Linked DNA regions of Clupea harengus: region 2 is linked to region 1. The links are chromatin contacts, called in public Hi-C maps. All regions are on one chromosome and are shown on one strand. Each heading gives the region's core, a stretch centred on a gene start, on an enhancer-like site or on the middle of the called end of the contact. The rest is flanking DNA. Distances are from core to core; before and after follow the strand shown.

Evidence for each region. A called contact is a pair of places that touch in the nucleus more often than the background predicts.
Region 2: a Hi-C map of head shows a contact between it and region 1, with 3 times the contacts expected there. The contact joins two enhancer-like sites. A contact is called at or near these places in 2 of 2 Hi-C or Micro-C datasets (head and muscle).

What each region holds. Positions count from the first base shown.
Region 1 is chr11:15,146,054-15,150,014 of Ch_v2.0.2, forward strand. LOC116222444 (cAMP-dependent protein kinase inhibitor alpha-like) reads right to left here. Exons shown (of 3, transcript XM_031576580.2): 2 at 1,387-1,547; 3 at 1-1,093. The coding sequence starts at 1,528. The coding sequence ends at 1,011. Among protein-coding and RNA genes, the nearest start is that of LOC116222444, 7.1 kb to the right of the region's middle. Within about 2 kb of position 2,113, the one cell type or tissue checked has open chromatin away from gene starts, as enhancers often do.
Region 2 is chr11:15,258,555-15,262,515 of Ch_v2.0.2, forward strand. LOC105910009 (transcription factor HIVEP3) reads left to right here. Exons shown (of 9, transcript XM_031575647.2): 8 at 80-735; 9 at 1,081-2,862. The coding sequence ends at 1,863. Among protein-coding and RNA genes, the nearest start is that of LOC105910010, 6.8 kb to the right of the region's middle. Within about 2 kb of position 1,742, the one cell type or tissue checked has open chromatin away from gene starts, as enhancers often do.

The DNA of each region.
Region 1 (3,961 bases), core at 863-3,362:
AAGGGATAACAAAAATGCACAGTGACACATCTTCACATGACTTTGCTTCACAAGTACCTGACAAAAATAGACATTCACGTGTTGAAGATGATGAAGGTCATTTTAGTGACCTCAGGATACAAAACCAGAAAAGCCACATGATCACTTTGATCAATCAGGCCTGATCAAGATGATATTAGTCTTGGGCTGATTGGGTTTATAAATACATTTGTTGACATAATTCAATGGGATATTTAACCAGATTGCTCTCTGAGATGATGCTACATATATTTCCTAAAAAAGTTTCCACATACAAATACAAACACCCACATACATATATAATCACACTTTTGTTTCATACACACTAGTGCCAAATACACAGAATATACCAGCAACCCTTACGGCAGTGCACCGCCATCATAGTCCTTCCATGTGCTGATATCCCATGACTGCATATTCAAAGTATTTTCTTTCAGAAAACAACCTGGATCATTCACAGACCCCAAATCTCCACATTGAAGAAATCCATAACAGGTACTGTGATCATGATTAGGAAACAATTCCCCGGGCCAAAAATTCTAAATCAGTTAGACTGCTCTTTGGCAAATGTAACTTACAAACAAGTAAACCAAATAGAAATGATTAAAACGATCTTCACAGGTTTCTCACATTTTTCTATATCCTTGTCTTTAGAAAAAAATCATAAAAGTAAAAAAAAAAAAAAAACATCTCTTTAGTCTTGCCTTGAACTCGTTGGTTCAGTTACAGGAAGTTCTCATCTTTGGACTGAAAGCAGCTTCCCCTTCTCTTTTCTCAGTGTCCTCCTGTCATCTCCGCTTTCTCCACAGACCTATCTCACCAGCGCTCTCTCTCTCTCTCTCTCTCACACACACACACGCTACACAGGGCTCTCTGGACACAGCTCTGACATCAATCTCCCCCAAGTCTTGTCTGCCGCATGTCTCTCTCTCAGCGCCCATTTCCATGGCGATGCCATTGGATGGGGTGGTCCAAGCAAAAGGGTAATGTGTCTATGTCCCCTCCTGGCCCGCGCTGTGGTCTGTGGGGGCGGGGGGCTCCTCTGTGCTGGGGGACTGAGCCCCACCTGGCCCATCTGGAAGGGAGAAGCACAGAGACAAGAGGGACCTTTGGTGAGAGCGTGAACCGCAAAAAGGGAAAGGTGGACTGTGATTATAGGCTGTAGAGGAAGGGTGTCTTATGAGTGCAATTTTAAATGATGCAATGTTGTTTAACTATGTTTATGAATACCATAAACAAAATGCAAGAAATTATTTTTGATTTGTATATTTACTCCCATTGTGGGAAAGAGAGAATTTTTATTTAGGATAGAGAAAGGCGAATGCAGAATCCCAGAGGGAGAGTATCCTTTATGAGTAGGTGCCATACCAGTGACTGACAGCTGCGCTAGTTTGAGGGGCAGGTCTGTAGGGCTGACCCCTGCCGGTGAGCCCAGGATGTCAGGGAGGGCGTTGCGACGACCGGAGCGGCCAGATGAGGCAAAGTCCAGCATCAGCTCCACCTCCGTCATCTCTCAGCCAATCACCTGCCTGCTAGCAATCACAGATCCATGAGAATACAATTATAAGTAGAGTGAAGGAGAAGGCATCAGTTATAAAAATCCAATGTTATTTCTACAGGTAAAGCCTTGACCTATCACACTGTAGTTAATATGTGATGTAGATATGTTTTTGTCTATTTACAGCAGTGTTGCTTTCAGCTGGTTTATTAACAAATGGTTCTACGAGTGAAAAGGCATTCATTTAGAACCGTTTTTAGTTTTTAGTTTTTTAAGAACAAGGATGGAACCTTGTTAGGGTTAGAGCCAGTCCATTATTGTTACAGTATAGTTGTAGCAACATGCAAATCAAGTGGTAATACCAAATGTCCTTATAATATCTCCAGTAATACCAGATATCATAATAAAATCTGGAACATAAAAGAGAATAGGAAAGACAAAATATCACCTAGCAAACCAAAACATGGAAGTGCTCATGAAAAAAAAAACACACATTACCTACTGTCCTCCACTTGGGGGAGCTGTTGTACTATAAACAGACCTATAAACCCTTTCCCTCATAAACTACTGACACATAAATATTTTTTCCCTTTGGAACAACCTTTGGCGCTTCAGTATTAGCCGCCTATACTCCACTCTGATCAACTTTTGTCCACTAATATCATGCCAGCTCACGCTCTTTCACACAGAAACACTGCAAGAATGCTAAAGTCACCATAATAACAACAAGAACTTAAAACGACTACAGAACAATGCCAGAAGATGTGTTTATTAAAAACTACTTTACTCTACCATTGGAGGTGAATTCTAATGTGGGGACTGGTGAGATCAAATCAAGCTGCCTGATGACTGGGCTATTACATGGGGAGCCGGCTGTGAGAACAACAACCAAATATTTCAGATACTTACCATGAAATACTGATCACTATATGGCACTATCATAAGAATTTGTCTTGTACTAAATGTCATGGAGGGAGTTTATTTGAAGCACATCTGTCTATGTATTTACATGTGTGTAAAATCAATATATCTTTTTTTGTCTCTTGTTAGCTGTCTTCCCAACACTCAACAGGCCAACCTGATTTCCTTGTTGACAAAGCACAACCAAGAACTGTCGCCTCCAGTTTACCGCCCGACCACTCACTTGACACAATTCATTACATGCTGCCGAGCACACAAAAATAAACAACATGGCCCCCATTTCAGTACGTAAGTCAATAGCACCCTGAGGGAAGGATCTGTCGTTGATTAGGAGAGACCATGCGACGTGCTTAAGGACATCCATGAAGTTATAAGAACAGAGACACGTCTGCACTCCACTCCCTGAGACTGATCAGGCTGTGGTGATTCTCCACCCCTATAAAACATGCTCCTACGATATCCTGTGAAAAATACTCTTTGCTCTCTCAGTTCCTCTGTCCCCCCTATTTCTACTCACAGTCTACTTAATGACAAAGTGAGAAAGAAAAGGACTAGATGAAGGGATCAGAGAGAGACACTATCCTATTTGAATAAGTGCCATAAACTAACAAGCCATGTGTTTTTTCACCATTACAATAAGACCGCACCTAGAGTACACTGTGCACACTTTTCCTTTCTATCTCTTCCCAGCTCTACTCTGCCTGTTTGACTCACAGGCTTTCCTTTACTACATAGTTCCCTATCTGACAGCGAATCTCAGTTCCATTACTCCTTTAATCTTAACCTTATCTCCCACCTGCAGTGCTGTGGAAACACACTCACAAGTGAAATAATCAATAAAAGCAGAGCAAGCTTGGCAACTTCCTACTTGAATACATTTGGTTGCACACAATTCAAACAGAAACTATTTGCCTTTGCCTAATGCAGTGAATCCTATTCTCACTTTAACCTTACGGAAAGAAGAAGGTCTTCTGTCAAATGTAATATTTGTTTGTTATAAATTCTGTCCATATTTGTCTTTCAAAACACTGCTTTTTTGTGAGTCTTACACTGTCTGCTTCAGAGCCCAACACACCTCTGCAGTCAGACATCCGACAAGTACACAGAGCGAGGAGAGAAAGCCGGAGGGGGAAAGAGGGATTAGAGACAGATGCTGCTGAGAGAGAAAGGAGAAATGGAAGAGAAGAGTGTGGAGACAAAAGTCAATAGCAAGTCTGTAAAAAAAAGGGGGGGGTCTCAGGGCGATGATGTCTGGGTGTTTGGCTTCCCTGCTATTATATGAAATGGTTAGAGAGAAACAATAATCACTTCACCTAGAGGATGATCAACACAAAGAAAAAAAGGCAGAGACAAACAAAAGGCAGGAAGAAACAGGGACAGAGGATAGCAATGAGTACATACTAGACAGGATAGAGGTTAGTAATGAGTACATACTAGACGGGATAGAGGTTAGTAATGAGTACATACTAGACAGGATAGAATAATGAGTACATACAAGACAGGATAGAATAATGAGTACATACT
Region 2 (3,961 bases), core at 492-2,991, 110 kb after region 1:
TAAACCGTAATGAAGTATTGTCTGAAAGAAATGCTTACATTTAAATTCAAACATCTCATTCAAACATCTCATCCACCAGGGGGCAGCGAGGATCCAGCATTTGGCTTAGAGGATTCTGAAGAGCACCAGTTCTCCGATGTAGAAGATTCTGAGGAGGGTGATGACAACGAGGAGGAAGACGACGATTGCTCCGACGATCCACCATCCTCCTGCTCCACCGACACCCGTCCGTCCAACAGTGGTCAGTCTGACAGCAGCCAGAGCCTGCAGCTTGACCTCCCGGAGCACCTCTCCTTCCCCCCTTCCAGCGGCGGCAGCGGCGGCCACGACTACCCCTCCCCGCGGAGGCCCTGGCCCAGCGCCCGCGCTGCCTCCCCAGGCAGCAAGAGGGCGATGTTCTCGCGCCGGCGCTGGGAAGCCTCTCCGCGGGCCTTCTCCCCAGCCAGCGAGGGTGGCTCCTCGCTCCGCAGCCTCTCGCCACGCCTGGAGCTGTCCTCGCCCAGCCGCCACCTCTCGCCCTCCCCAGAGCGCGGCCCCTCACCCGCCTCCATGAGGACCCTGTCCCCCCTGCAGCCCCTGTCCCCGATGCGGCCCCTCTCCCCGGGCCGCTACCACAGCTCCAGGGCCCGGCTCAGCCCCTCCCCCCTGCGGGCGCAGCACTACAGGCACCACAGCTCCCCCGCACATCTCCCCTGGGACTCGGCTGGCACACACACACGCTCCGAGCCTCGACAGGTGAGCCACGCCGCTCTCATGGCAGGGTACTTACAGCTACCTCTGCCAAGCCCCTCCACAGAGCTTGGCTTTGCTGGACAGTAGAATCAGATTCTGTGGGTGTGTATATGTGCTTGCAAAAGCGAATTTGATATTTAGTCATATGTATTTAGATGCATATGTAGAGTATGTGGACAGATCTACAGCAGTTATATTTACTGACTGCTAGATATGTTTGATTTTGTCAGTATTTGTTCACTGTATCGTGAATTCCGATCGGCATCACCACCACGGAAAAACGCCAAGTTCAACAAAGTTTCTGTTTAGATTGGATGCTCATTCTAAATCCTCTGCTTCCCCCTGCAGGAGAGACCTGGAACTCCACGCGAGGGGCTGACCTTACCCGAGGCTGTTCTGTTCCCCCCTGCTCTCCGCCTCTCCTCCGGGTCTGGGTCTGGGTTTGGGTCCAGCTCCATGTTCGGGTCTGAGTCCATGCCCACCGGTGCCTCCAGGACCATGGACCACATGTTCAGTCACCTCCCGCTCCACTCCCAGGACCAGGCCCGCGTCCCCTATCACATGATCCCCATCGGGGGGATCCAGATGGTGCAGGCGCGGCCCCGAGCCAAACTGGAAAGGAGTCCGTCGTCCGCAGCCTCCTCTCCCACCTCCCCTAAAGAGGACATTGCGTTGTTCCACGCCACGCCGCCCGGGACGAGTGAGATGAGGACTCAGAAAGACTACAAATCCCAGACCTTGCAGCAGCGAAGCAGCCAATCAGGGCCAAGTATTCCAGGCATGGTCACCACACTCCCCAGCCCGGCCAGTTTACACCCTGGCAAGCAGGAACAGGAGCTGGATGCGACCAAACGCAAACAGCATGGCAGCTCACACACTTCCCCAACAGATACACACTCATTAGTTACTGAGCGAACGGACGCACAGGCCTCCAGCTACAGCCACGCACCGGAGCAGATCACCGACAGGCTCTCCGGCCTGAGAGTGTCGTCCTTTTCCTCCAATCAAAGAACTAGACAGCTGCCCGAAAGGAAGGCGCCTCCGTCGAGGCGGGGCTCCTCATTGGCTGAGAGAGAGGAAGAGGGAGGAGACAGTGCCAGCAGAAGGGACTGCACCCTGGGAGACACTTAACCTGCGTTTCATATCTCTGCTTGGTCTTTCACGCTCTATCTGGCTTACTCTCTCTCTCTCTTTCTTTTTTTTTATTTATATTATTTTTTTGTAATGGTTTTGGTTTTTTATAAACATTTTCAGTACTATTGTTAACTTAAATGTTTGTTCTTGCAATATTCAGGATTGTAATAAGATGCACTTTCTTTTCTTTGAGATGATAATACTTATGTAAACCTATCCAATCTATCCCCCTTGTATCTTTGTTGACATTGCAATCTTAATATATATTTCAATATGTACATGTAAAATGATGAGGAATACATTTGTAAATGAGATAAGTACTTTAATCACCAATAATTCCAATTTGTCCAGTGTCCAGTATTACTCCATATATAGTTATCTGTGCCTTTCTGTCTGGGTCTTTTTGCTTGAAGTGTAGATAAGGAGGAAAAGGCTGTGAATTTTACTCATATATATAAATATATATATATATGATATAATCTTGTGTTTCAGTGGAGCTGATGTTGGGGAAGGGGTAGTTTATGATTTGTTTTGTTTTGTTTTGTTTTGTTTTGTTTTGTTTTGTTTTGTTTTGTTTTGTTTTTTTAAAGTCAGGGTCAGCACAGTGGCCCAGACGGCCCAGCAAGAGTGGGATGTAAAAGAAAGCTTTGCCAAGCAAATGCACTGAAGTCATATTTTTAATAGAAAAAAAGATGATTAGATCTTATGTGTGTACAGATAGGAAGTATATGGTCCATATTTATTGTAATTTTAAAATATGAAATGTTATTTTGTTACATTTTGTTTCAAACCATTTTTGTTATTTTTTCCAGAGGTTTTGTATTGGTCTTATATTTGCATTTTTACTTTGTTTTATGACTTGAAACTGAATTATGAAGGCAGAGGATAAGAGAGGGACTTATTGGTAGCAACAGGTCAGATGGTTAAAATTCCCTGCAGGTCTGACACAAAGTAACTTTCTACTTTCTTGAACCAATAAACGTGCACCAGACTTTACAGACTCTCCATGCTGCCTTTATTAGTGTTTGGCTGTGCAATTCAGTCTTCATACTGTTGGTTCAGTTCATGACTACCGGTAAACATCTCTCTCTCTCTGCCTCTCTCTCTCTCTCTCTCTCTCTGCCTCTCTCTCTCTCTCTCTCTCTCTCTTGCGCGCGCGCGCTTCTCTCTCTCTCTTTTCTCCCTCGCTCGCTTCTCTCTCGCGCTCTCTTTTTCCAACCACTAGAGGGTGCTAGCCCCTAATATGTTTTTAATAGATGATTTTTTTTGCCTACATCTGAATTCAGTTGCTGTGGCCGATCTGAGAAGACCTGAGATTGGGTATTGCCATTTCTGCAGCCAAGTTCACATTCAGCTCTCGAGCCCACATCACACATGATTCTGAAACTATAGTACTCTTCTATGAATAATGAATATATGCCATAAACTGTTCTTTAAAATGATCTATACATTTAGTAAAATTGAATACATATTAGACATAGACATTAGAATGTATGTCTAGAAATTCTTCACTGTGTTGTTTTGTGATTTTTAGAGGATTTTAGAGCAGTTTAGGAACACTTGTTTCACTTGATGCACCAAACTGTGCTCTCAATCAGCCATCATAAACATATACCCATATGGTGTAGCGTTACAGACAAAAAAAATGATTCTGTGATACCACAGCTTTGGTTTTTGGACTGAATTCACTTTGACTATCTGGGGTGCTCATTGTTCCCAACTGAGTTTGGATGATTTAATTCTGCTAAGGTGTGAAAATATTGGTGGTGGCAATGGTGATGATTTAGTGATATAGAGGTCCTAGTGTTTAGTTATATGATAATGATCTAGTGTTATAAAAGTCCTAGTTTTTAGTTATGTTATAATGATCTAGTGACATTGAAAACACTGTCATGCACAGTATTTCAGAGGTCTGCCTCTTTTTTCCTTCATGTATTTTAAATGTAGATTTAAAATGATCTAATGGGTTACATTTGAAATCGTTCAATCTTGTTCCCTTCATCCCTTATCTTGAAGCCAGTCCTCCTCCGCGCTCAGCCCCCCCTCCCCCCTCCCCTCCCCTCGCCTCGCCACTGGTCAGGCTAAGCTTCGTGTG